2 separate regions of the Triticum aestivum genome follow, and region 2 is linked to region 1. The links are chromatin contacts, called in public Hi-C maps. All regions are on one chromosome and are shown on one strand. Each heading gives the region's core, a stretch centred on a gene start, on an enhancer-like site or on the middle of the called end of the contact. The rest is flanking DNA. Distances are from core to core; before and after follow the strand shown. Region 1 holds the start of LOC123189973. Region 2 holds the start of LOC123189977.

Region 1 (5,869 bases), core at 1,425-3,924:
AGTTGAAGAATGCCACGTCAACATGGTCTTTTTGTAAAAAAATAATATTCCAAGGTTTTCTTTTTTGGAAAAAAATCAGACCACACACCCCTTCTCCTTGGTCCAATCACTGACAGCGGGTTCCACGCGCCTAGCCAACACGGATTTCATATACAAACGAGATGAACACTCTATTTGCACGCCTAAGTCACGTTTTTACAGCACTTCAATGTACGCCACAACTTCTAGATCAAAATGACTGTCTGCGCCAAATTGTGGCACCACTAGTGTAATCGACTCATAAAAAATATCCCAAAAAGGTAGTCATGCATATAATTTTTTTCTATAAAAGGCGTCATGTATTAAAGTTTGTAAATTCAAATACTAGGGCAGCAGCGATTTTTTTAACCTGAATTCTTAATCGCCCAGCTGCGCCGGATGGACGTTGCGAGCGCACACGCCAGCTGTCCCATGTTTGCCCACCTACTACGCGACAAAACTGCTAAGAAAACGGCCTCCTTCCTCCTCGCTATGTATATGGTGTTGTCAGGTGGTGCATGGTCACTAAGGATTATCTGCATGCATGTGCTGATGTCATCCCACTTTATTTCGTCTTAATTTTTTTTAAAGCTAAAACTTTTGAACCGAGTGTCAAAATGAAAATCCGTTTTCATCATTCGGTGTCTTGCGACGAGATCTTCAGAACTAGATCCCATATGTACATGTTTCGATGAATTTTTTTTAAAAGCAACTTTGGTTCCAGTCGAGGCAATTTTAGTACTAAATAGAAGCAACTTTCTTGCATCATGTGTACTAGTGAATTTACCTATCAAGTATATCATAGACAACATAAAAACCATGTGGGGCAAATTTTCATCGTATGTAGGCAACTGAGCATCATTCGTAGGCAATTTTAAAATTACATGGAGGCAACCTTCAATACTAAAGAAGCAACTTGCGTTCAACATATATTATGCATATTTTGCATTCAACCTTTAGCGTGTGTGTGTTGGCTAGCCAGTTCGCGGGTGTTGGCTAGTTGAGAAAGTGGGGATAGATGAGAAGTTGTATACATGGCGATGAGAATTTCATAGAGGACGGATTAGACAATCGCCCACAAAATTACACAAGTTGTTCATAATTTTGGCACGAGTTGCCAGCAAAAACAATTTGAATCTCTGGATATAATAATGGAAAACACACATGAGTTGCTTGTTGAATACACTAGAGTTGCACAAAAACACCCTGAAAGTTGCTAACTTTTTTTGTGTGATACTCGAGTGCATAACAATCTTAAAGTTATTGTTCTTGTTTGCCTCCAATAGCCCCATCAATGGTGAACTTAGACTTTTTCACATGTGGTTGCTTTTTTCTAGATACCAACTCAGAGTACACATGAGTTGTTTGGTGAGTGCACTGTTGTTGTATAAATACACCCCAAAAGTTGCTAACTTTTTTTGTGTACCGCTCGAGTGCATAACAATCTCGAAGTTTTCTACCACAACCAGCAAGTATTCTATCATAACTAGTTCCATCTCCATATTGATAGTGCTATAGGAAACTTACTTTCTGAGGTAGCCTGTCCTAAGTTGCCTATCATGATTAGTGAGTAGTCTAATCTTATCCTATGTTGCATAGAATACCTGTTCGTTATGATAAACAACTTAGTTTTGTATATAGGCAACTTAGCAACATTGACAGGCAACTTTTTAATATATTTTAGGCAACTGAAATATTAATGACAGTCAACTGAGCATCTCTGATAGGCAACTTCATAGTGTTTCTAAGCAACTTAGAAAAAAGCAATGATAAGCAACTTCATAATATTGTAGTGAACTAATTACAAAGTTAGACAACTGAGCAGCAGTGGTAGGTAACTAATTACCAATAGCAGATAACTAGACATCAATGGTAGGCCAATTTCATAGTATTGTAAGCAACTGGACATCAATGATAGCCAACTAAACATCCAGGGTAGGCAACTGAGCAGCTATGGTAGCCAAGTTGTGATAATGTTAGCAAACTTCATTGATACACGTAGTGCAATGAAGTTGCTTATATGTAGCACTAAAGATGCCTCATATTTTGTGTGATTTTCTCATTTTTTTACACTAACCAACCTAATAGGTAGTCCTACTAGGAAAAAAATGAAGTTGCCTTCCTATAGCACTAAAGTTGCCTCCATCGGACCCAAAGTTGCCTCGAAAAAAAGTTCGACGAAACCTATCAATATGAGAGCTAGTTTTGAAGAACTCGTCGCGAGAAACCCGGATGTGAAAACGAAACTGAATTTGGACGCTTCAATCAAAAGTTACAGTTTTTTAAATTTTTTGAACACCCAAATAAATGAATGTGCGGACAAGATTCTTTTTTTTTTGTGGATCACATCAGACGCGTCGGCTGCTCCTTTCATATTTGGAAGAGCCCTCCTTCCCATCAGCGGGCGCTCGGGCGCCGCTAGCCACGTCTTCTTTTTAATTACTGGCCCTAATGCATCAGTGCCACACTACTGTAGTCACACTTTCGCCACAGTTTTCTCGCATTAACAGATTATTAGGAAGGCGTTTACGAAAAGTTGCTTTCGTTAAGAAAAGCGTATCAAGTTCCATCACCAAAAGCGTATCCCGGAAGTACGCTTGCAAGTTGGAGAGGCGTGTTCCCCGGGAGATAGGTCTCCCTCCTCTTTGTAGCCGCGGGGCCCGCGTGTCATCGTAACGACGGTCTCCGAGGCACTATCCGCGAAGTCCAAACCATCCGCCTCCGCCACCGCCGGCTGCACACTCGCCGAGCAGCCGCTCACCGATCGAGAGCATGCAGCCGCCGTGCCTGGGCGCGTGCGGGGGCAGCCCCGCCGTCCTGGGCGCCAGCGCCCACTGCCAGCGCCCCTCCACCTCTACCAGGGTTACCGTCCGGTGCGCCGCCCGGGGCGGGAGGGCGTCGTCCAGGGGGAAGGAGAACGTCTGGAGCGTAGACAACGAACGCGCCGCCGAGCAGAAGTCTCGGTCCCAAAAGAGTCACCGCGGGCGGAGGCGCCCGGCCGGCCGCAGCAGGCCGCCCCCGCCGCCGAGGAGGAGGAAGGAGAATGACGCGGGCTCGAGGGTTCTGGTCTCCGGTGCCATGCTGGTGGAGGTCGAGACCGTGCTCCAGACCCAGGTACACTGGACTGTTTTTGTGCCATGGGCACGCGTGTCTAGAACTTTGGCCAGCGAATCAATTTTGCGATTTGATGAGGAGTATAAGTTCAGTTTATCCATTTAACCAACGACAAGTAGTCTGTAGTCCACTGCAGTGTGCACTTCGCAAAGCATTTCACTACTCACTTGCAATGGGCTAGCTTCAGAAGTTCAGATAGTGGGGAACTACGGACTGAACTGTAATGAAGCATACTTGCAATCAAACAGCAGTTACCAGGCCAGTAAATACTATCCCGTTGATGTAATTTCTGGTATATTGAGTATTGTCTTCTTTTATCTTATTAGGAATCTGTATTAAGGCCTTCCTGGGATACATTTGCGAGTAGCTTAAGTGGCGTATGGAAGGGTGTCGGAGCTGTGTTCTCACCAATCACAGCAGAGATGGAACCTGTTGGACTAGGAAGCAAACAGGAGTATCTTTATGATTGCTACACCCTTTCTCTCATTGAGAAGTCGTATGATAGTGGTCATGGAACCGAGATCCGAAGGAAGACAAATTGGGTGCAACTCAATCCTCACGGGGAAGCTGAGAAGCAGAGTGCCAGCGATGATGAATGGAATCATGGTAGCTCAAGTGGGACTGTTGATTTACCTGCACATGAATATTTTGATCTTAAAAAGAGCGATGTACTCGATGAAGATGTTATGATTGAAGAACCAGGGATTGTATTTTTTGAGGTAAGATTCTTTTCTCTTCACCCATTTTTTCTGCCCTTTTCAAATACTCCCAATGCTTTTTGAAACATCTTTTCTTGTTCAGCTCTTGAAAGTTGCAATAGATGATTGACCTTACTTACACTGTATATTTTATTTAGCCATAACTAACTGAACCAAAAATATGATTGCATTCCTCTTTACTGTTGTAATCTAGAAGTTATAACCACAGCCTATTTCCTGATGCTGAAAATAGAACGCTTAGATGGTGTTTTAGAAAAGGCAGTTAGTTGTGATGTTAAACCTTGAACCTCTCAGCAGGTTTGCTTCAGTAGCAGCACCTTATTAAGATGCTCATAGTGCCTGCTCACTTTTCAGAGTCTGTGGAAAATCATGAACCATGGTGGTCTTTTTTGGATATAGTTTGCATAGCTTAAGCTCTGTCCTTTTCTAAAGACGAGTTTAACTTGAACAGCTAGTTTGTATTCAAGCAAACTTTCTTTTCACAAACGAGCCACGCAAGAAAAACTGAAACAGATCCTAGGAGCTTCCAGACAATCTGTAGAGTTATCTCCTTAGCCTTACCCTACAACTATAAGGCAGATAATCTAGCTCAGAAAATACGTTTCCCCCATGTCAAACTAGCCATGCAGCTCCTGACCTTTCGTTCCTCCCCATGTAAGTTAAATATATTGTTGACATTAAGTATATCCATTACTGTTCAATCACATTTGTTCGCTGTAAGACTGGGTTATCATCTCCCCTAATTAAATTCAGTAATGTTACACATTTCCTGTTTTGTCGAATTATCGACTTATTCCTCTGGCCACTGCATTTTTCGTTTTCAGGATGGATCATACTCTAGAGGTCCACTCGATATCGAAATCGGTGAATATGATGAATCTAAATACTTCCTTTCACCAACGTATCAGTTTGAGCAAGTATGTTTTCTCTACTGAACTTTACTATCTGCCCCAAAAACTGAATTTCTGTTCAGTAAAATACTGCAATGTTGACTGAGAATTAGTCTTTTGCCTGATGCTTTCCTTTGAGATCTGTTTTTTGTTTTGCTTTTTACAAGAGGAACAAAACTAGACTCATGTGATAACTATTGCATAGACATGTGAATTGCTCTTATGAATCATACAGACGCTTAAACAGCAAACTCAACATTGATGCTGGTATACATGCTTTTGATGATGTGCTAGGGACTCCTCCTCTTTCTTTGTTTTGTAACAACAATCTGTGCCAGCTAGTATTATGGAATCATATTGCAGAGGTAGCTACTAATCAACTAGTTTGTGTTCAAGAATATGATTATCATGTTGGCCTTTTGCTGGAGAGTCTGCTCCAACTGTTATGGGAATGAATTATTGAGGATCATGTATATGTATAAATATAATACATTTCATGTGTAACTGCCTTTAACTTTCTCCTTTCGACACTTTGTGTTGTCTGTGGGTTTGGATTTGTCAATCCATAACTGACAATGACATCGAGCTTTGTTTTAGAGTTTGGTCAAAGGATGCCACAAAAGACTGCGTATTGTGCATACCATTGAATTCAGTGAAGGAGGAGCGAATATACAAACTGTAAGGGTTGCTGTGTATGAAGAAAAATGGGCTAGCCCAGCAAATATCCATGTTGAAGAGTATGATTCCTGTTGCCCCGTACTACAAGTTTATCTGTTTTTCTGCTCATGACATATATCTTTATTGCTATTCAGCAATCATGACTCAGGAGGAAACTGTACAGATTGAACAATGATGAATTGGTTTACTAATAGTGTCAGATTGGTGCCACCAATCTAGAAAGGACACAGAATATCATAACACAGACTGTAGTTTGTTTGCGACGAATTAAAACAAGGCTAATTGAAAACTTGGTTTACTGCTGCTTGATTTCATCCTTTGAAGATGCTTTCTACTTTCACAGCATTGAAGACATTCTCATCTACAGCTTGAGCATGCTTTTTCCTCATGATCTGAACTGTCTTATATATCGGCCTCCTATAGTTTGGCAACATAACTTTCATGTCTCAG
Region 2 (5,869 bases), core at 1,086-3,585, 150 kb before region 1:
TATTATAAGGGTTAGAGTACCTCTAGCACTAGACACTACATTATGGCTTGACAGTTTCTAATATACCAACAAGAATAATGGTTTCCCCAAGAAGATGTGATAACATCTTTTTCCCTCAAAAAGAGAAAAGAAAGGAAGATGTGATAACATCTTCTACAGTAATACCCCCTTTGGCAAATACAGCCACTCATTACAACAATCAACAAACCTAAGATAGCTGCAACTCTATTTTGTGTGTGTCACAAATTGAATAAGAAGCTGTACATGAAAATGTGTTCGGTTAACTATCTAACATACAGTTGAATCGTGATGACTCTCATCTCATGCTATCCAGAGAGCAGAGAGAGCCATAGGGACATTCACCTCGACAAATAAAAGATGACCATAGAAACTAGGTATCTAAACAAGCTTTCTACATCTCAAGCAGACAATATAAAATACATCAAAAATTTAGTGGAACTAGCAATTCACAATGGTATTATGATTGCCTTCTGAAACCACTCATTTTCAGGTTGCTGAAAGCCATGTGTGAACCCCTAGTTTACAGGTACTAAGTTGAAACCTGTTGCTGAAATCCTCACCTGAGTGAAGTCACCACCCATTATCTCAAAACAGCAACATGCGGCACGCAGAAATCACCATCCAGTGTCAATCATAACTATCGCGTTCATCATAATCATCATTGCCAGGCCCGTCGTCATCCACAATCTCCATACCAAAGCACTCAACATCAGCATCCTCATCCATCCCCTCTCCTTGAAACTCCTCATCTCCATCCAGTGTACCCTCCTCTTCGTCGTCATCCTCGTCTAAAACCAGCTTGGACAAGCCCTTCCCACGGTACAACACGCCAGTGCGCATCACATACTGTACCTTGTCCCTCACCGCCGCGAGGGGGTGCTTCTCCACAAGCTTCCCCCTCTCATACCCCTCACGAAGCACCAGTGTCGTCGTCTTGCACTTCAACGACAGGTAGAACACTCCAGGATACCGCGTAAACAACCTCGTGAACTTGTGAGGCAGGCCAAGCTCCTCGCGGAGCAACCGGATGGCATTCCTCCGGACCATCTTGTGCACCATCAGCCCGAGCAACTCATGCAGCAAACCAATGTTCCTCTTCTCGTAGATGTCGCTGTCAGGGTCGATCCCTGAGGCATCATCATACGGGGAGATGTAAGGCAGCCGGTGGAAATCGTCCATCCAGGCCTTGACCTTCTTCATCCCTCCGTACCCACGCGGGAACCGCATCGGGAACGCGAGGGGGGCATGCGACGAGGACGGCGGGCGGGACAGGTTGCGGTAGGTCGCCCCGGTGATGGCCTCGGCGTGGCGGCGCTGGAGGGAGGATATGGCGATATCGTCGGGGAGGCGGGAGGCGGAGAGCGAGATGTGGTTATTGGAGACGGCGAAGACGTCGGGGTGGGAGGAGGGGAAGGAGGAGGCGAAGTCGTAGGGCAGGCCGAGGTCGAAGCGGAGCGGGAGGATGGAGGCCAGCGGGAGCGACCTGGAGCGGGTGAGGAGGAGGAGGCGCGCGAGGCGGAGGTGGGAGTCTACGGCGGAGGCGCGGGCGAGGCGCGCGAGGAGGATGTCGGAGGCGGAGGTGAGGGAGAAGGCGGGGAGGGTGGGGAAGCGCGGGTGCGGCTGCTCGGCGAAGAGGGTCGGGTGGCGGCGGAGGAAGCGGAGCACGGGGACGGTGAGGCCGAGCGGCTTCTGGAAGCGCGCGAGGGCGCGGGCCGGCACCGGGGACGACGGCTGGCGGGCGAGGTAGTCGAGCATGAGGCAGGACGCGCGGATGGAGGTGGTCCGGTCGATGATGTGGTCCAGCCCGCGGTTCTTCACCCACTTGAGCCGCACCTTCTGCATGGCGTGGCGGCGGCGGGGGAGGTCGCTGGTGTGGTGAGTGGAGGAGACGGCAGTGGGCGAGGTAGGGTGGCTGGCGGCGCGCGTGGAGTGTTCGGGCAAATGCGCACAAGGAGGGAGCGGCGAGGCGGACAGAGAGACGGAAGAAGAGACAACACGAGTGGGTTCTATGACCTTGCCACTCGGCCCGGTTTAGCCTGGACTGGGCCTGTTTGTTTGGTCGACATAGTTGGGCTTTTCAACGGTCCAGTACTTGTGAGGTTGTGAGCTCAAAAAAAAAACATGACAGTTTGTGACACTTCCCTCGATGGAGAAAGTCCGAAACACTAGCTCGATTTCAACAGCAGCAACACAGCATGCGCGTGACCTCAACAGACGCAGAGCCAGAATCAAACGACTCGAAATACTACGATGCGTCGATGGCAATGGCACGTAAACTTGCACATACCGCGTATAAATTGGGCACTGTTCCAGGTGTTCTCCAATACACCACTTCTCGGCAATATTTGGCAGGGTCGGCCGCGCGCGCACGGGCGACGCTCGCAGACGCCGAGCCAGAATGGCGCATATCCACGTCGAGTCCATGCAGACCGCCGTCCCGACGCGCGTCGCGCTGGAGCGCGGGCGGACGCTGCCCATCGCCGTGACCGGCCCGCCGATCGCGGCCGCGGAGCTGCAGCACCGGTTCCGCGCGGTGCTCTACTACCGCGACCGGCTGGAGGGCGAGGCGATGGCGCAGCTGGAGCAGGCCGCGTGGGTGCAGGAGTCGCTCAGCGAGGCGCTGGCCGACCACCCGAAGATGGCCGGGCGGCTGTGGCGGCGGCACGCCGGCGGCGGCGAAGGGCCGTGGGACTGGGACGTGAAGCTCTGCGACGCCGGCGTGCGGCTGCTCATGGCGTCGGCGGACACGACCTTGACCGCGTTCCTGGAGGCGGAGGACCGCGCGAGCAAGGAGCCCGCGCTGGCGCTCTCGACGGACGTGGAGGCCAAGGACCCCGAGAAGTGTTCCCCTTTCGTCATGCAGGTATACATGCATGAACTCCCCCTTCGTGCATTTTCGTACCTCCTGAGATACAAATCGCAGTCGCAGAAATGTCGTGCTTGCTTCTGGTCGCAGTTGACGTGGTTCCGGGGCGGCGGCTACGCCATCGGCGCGTGCTGCAGCCTGCTCCTCGCCGACCCGCTGTCTTTCATCAACTTCCTCAAGTCGTGGGCGCGCACGCACGCGCAGGTGCAGGCGCAGAACAAGCTCGTCCCCAACCAGATGCTGCGGTACACGCGCTACTTCCGAAACCCACGCGCCGCCACCAGGCGTCTCAGGTCCATCCCCCTCGTCTCCGTGGCCGGCGACGCCGCGACCACCGTGCTCTTCAGGGTCGTCGGCGATGCGCCAGGCCGCCGCGCGCTGGCCGAGGCGTGCGTCGCGCAGGCCAGCGAGAAGCTGGGGGTCGAGAAGCCGACGCGGTTCACGGTTCTCGCCGGCGATGGCCTGGGAGGGCTGAACGTCCTGCGCTCCTGCGCGGGAGGTGACGGGGAGACGACGACGACGACGACGACGCCTCCGGGGCACCTGCTTCGGGACGCGTGCTGGCAAGAGGCCGGTCTCGAGGAGGCCGTGCTGGATGGGTGCAAGCCCGTGCACGTCTCGTGCGGCATCGTCTCGCCGGGTGCCGAGGAGGGCATTGTCGTCGTGATGCAGGCAGGGGGCGGTGCCGAGCTCTTAATCAGTGCGACTGTTCCGAGCGGGAAGTGATTAAGCTGGGCACGCCACGTCACATGATATACGTCCACGTAGTGGTTAAAAAAGATACTCCCTCGGAAACCGATCAATCCACTTATGCGATAAGTAATTTGGAACGAAAAGGGTACTACAACAACATAAATAATGGATCGACGTATTGCTCATGAAACTATAGCAATGCAAATATGAATTCAATCTTATGGAATTCCAACTAAGAATGTGATATTCCATCAAATCAATGTATTTTTAGAGAACCCTGTAGTTTAACCCATACTCATAGCCATTACAGGTACATCGCATTGGATACAAGATCTAAGAAAATACATCTCTACTCTTATTAAAAAACGAGTTGGTAATGTTGTGTGTCTGCCATCTTGTAATATGGACCGTATCTATATCTCACAGACTGAAAGCAAACTATGACAATTTTATAAAAGATACCCGCACCTCTCTTCACATTTACAAATAAGGCCTTGCCTCGTTCATCCTTATCTCCCACAACCTCATTGTTGAGCAATTAAAAAAGGAAGTCTCTGGAACAATCTGGCATGGTGGCCGCTGCCGGCGCCATCCATCACCATGCCTCCGCCCAGTCCGACCACCAGTCACCACAACGCCCCACTTCTCCTCACCTTATCTCTCGTCTTTCTCGAGATATCATTTTTTCGATGAAATTCTCGAGATACCATTTTTCCGATAAAATTCTTGAGATATCATTAGTTTCTACACATGGGATTACTCCTGCATGGGTTAATCGTAACAGGTGTTTTTGTAAAAAAAATGCATCTTGATGTTCCGTGCAATGCACGGGCATCTTGCTAGTAATAACTCCTATAACAAAGATTTACGATGATGTTTCTTGAAGACATCTTCTCCATGGTATAAATCTCTCAAGACGAAATACTCTTAATACTTTAGTAAAATGCAACAATTAGACCGAAGTGACGATATGGCCACCCTCTCAATCCCCCCTCCCGAACTTGATTACTAATAAAGCTTTTTGAAGGACCCCTGAGTCGTTCATCCAAAAGATGAGAAGACTTGAGTAATGAACGTACTTCGGCCGGATGATTTCTTAGAAGTGTAGGCCGTTGAATCACAATATGTGCATTATAGTGTCGAGCAAAGATTCCAGTCCACAAAGAAATAAACCAACAGAAACGGCATGACGCAATAACATAAACTCATTAAATCCGAATAATCAAATCTGCGATGGCACAAATCTCTCTATCACCATTTCACCGCCAAAAAGAACAATAATAACTTCTTTCATGCTCATTAGTGGGCCACGGCCCACTGAAAGCGCATGCGAGCGCTAACACGAATTCAGGGCGCACTAATCATTGGGAAAGAGCTTTCTCGCTCACTTGCTGGAAAGGTTTGATCGACCTCTTTTTTTTGGTTTCTCGTGTTAAAAAAACTCCAGTACACATAAAAAACCGGTTTGCTTCTTACAGATGTTTAAAAGTTCATAATTTTGAACTTTGCATGAATTTAAAAATTGTTCACGAATCCAAATTTTTTGCTGATTTTAAGAAATAAATATTTTTATTCACAAATTTGAAATAAATATTCATGAGTTTGGTAAAAAAATGAAATTTGAAAATTTCATGTTAAAAATGTAAATAAAAAAGAAACAAAGCCGAATTGGAAAACCGGCCCAAAAACAGAAGAAAAAACACAAACAAAACCTGCCCAGAAAACCAAGGGAACCGAAGATTTCCAAAATCGGTGAGTAAAAAAAAACTACCTGGGCCAAACCACATAGGAACTACGGTAGGAGTTGGGCGTTGTGTGCCGATTGGCCTGTACTACCAAATAGGATTTAAAAAAAACAGATAGGATTCTCTTGCCTAAAAATAGGATTCTTTTTTCCTAAAAAACAAGGGAAAAGCTACTGGTCAACCGGTGGATATTTTCCTTCACATCTGCCGTGTTCTATGCTTGACACGCGTCTTGATGAGCAGCGCACCGCTACTCTCTTTCATCCTTATCTCCACCAAAATTCTGGATGTCATCTCACCATGCAGAGCGTTCCGTACTCCAGTTCTTGCAACTGGGCACCTGCTTCGAAAAGGCATACCGCAACAGCCACGCATTCTTCCGTTGACCCTCTCATCCCCTACCTCCATCTCTCCTTCCCAGCCTATTTCCTTGGATCTCATCCCCACCTCTTCTCAAACAAGCACGTTCTTGCAACCCCACCACATTGGCAGCGGCAATTGGCGTCCTTCCTTCGTCGTAAAAGAGTGGGTGATGTAGAGACCA

Evidence for each region. Hi-C and Micro-C count contacts between places; a contact is called where the count stands out from the background.
Region 2: a Hi-C map of leaf shows a contact between it and region 1, with 5 times the contacts expected there. The contact joins the promoter of LOC123189977 here to the promoter of LOC123189973 in region 1. A contact is called at or near these places in 2 of 5 Hi-C or Micro-C datasets (both in leaf).

What each region holds. Positions count from the first base shown.
Region 1 is chr2A:646,273,591-646,279,459 of IWGSC CS RefSeq v2.1, reverse strand. LOC123189973 reads left to right here and starts at 2,674. Exons shown (of 5, transcript XM_044602512.1): 1 at 2,674-3,132; 2 at 3,459-3,851; 3 at 4,676-4,768; 4 at 5,339-5,478. The coding sequence starts at 2,791.
Region 2 is chr2A:646,422,945-646,428,813 of IWGSC CS RefSeq v2.1, reverse strand. LOC123189977 reads left to right here and starts at 2,335. Exons shown (of 2, transcript XM_044602517.1): 1 at 2,335-2,884; 2 at 2,978-3,872. The coding sequence starts at 2,420. The coding sequence ends at 3,613. It overlaps LOC123189976 (protein WHAT'S THIS FACTOR 9, mitochondrial), which reads right to left and starts at 2,070. Exons shown (of 2, transcript XM_044602516.1): 1 at 582-2,070. The coding sequence starts at 1,863. The coding sequence ends at 649.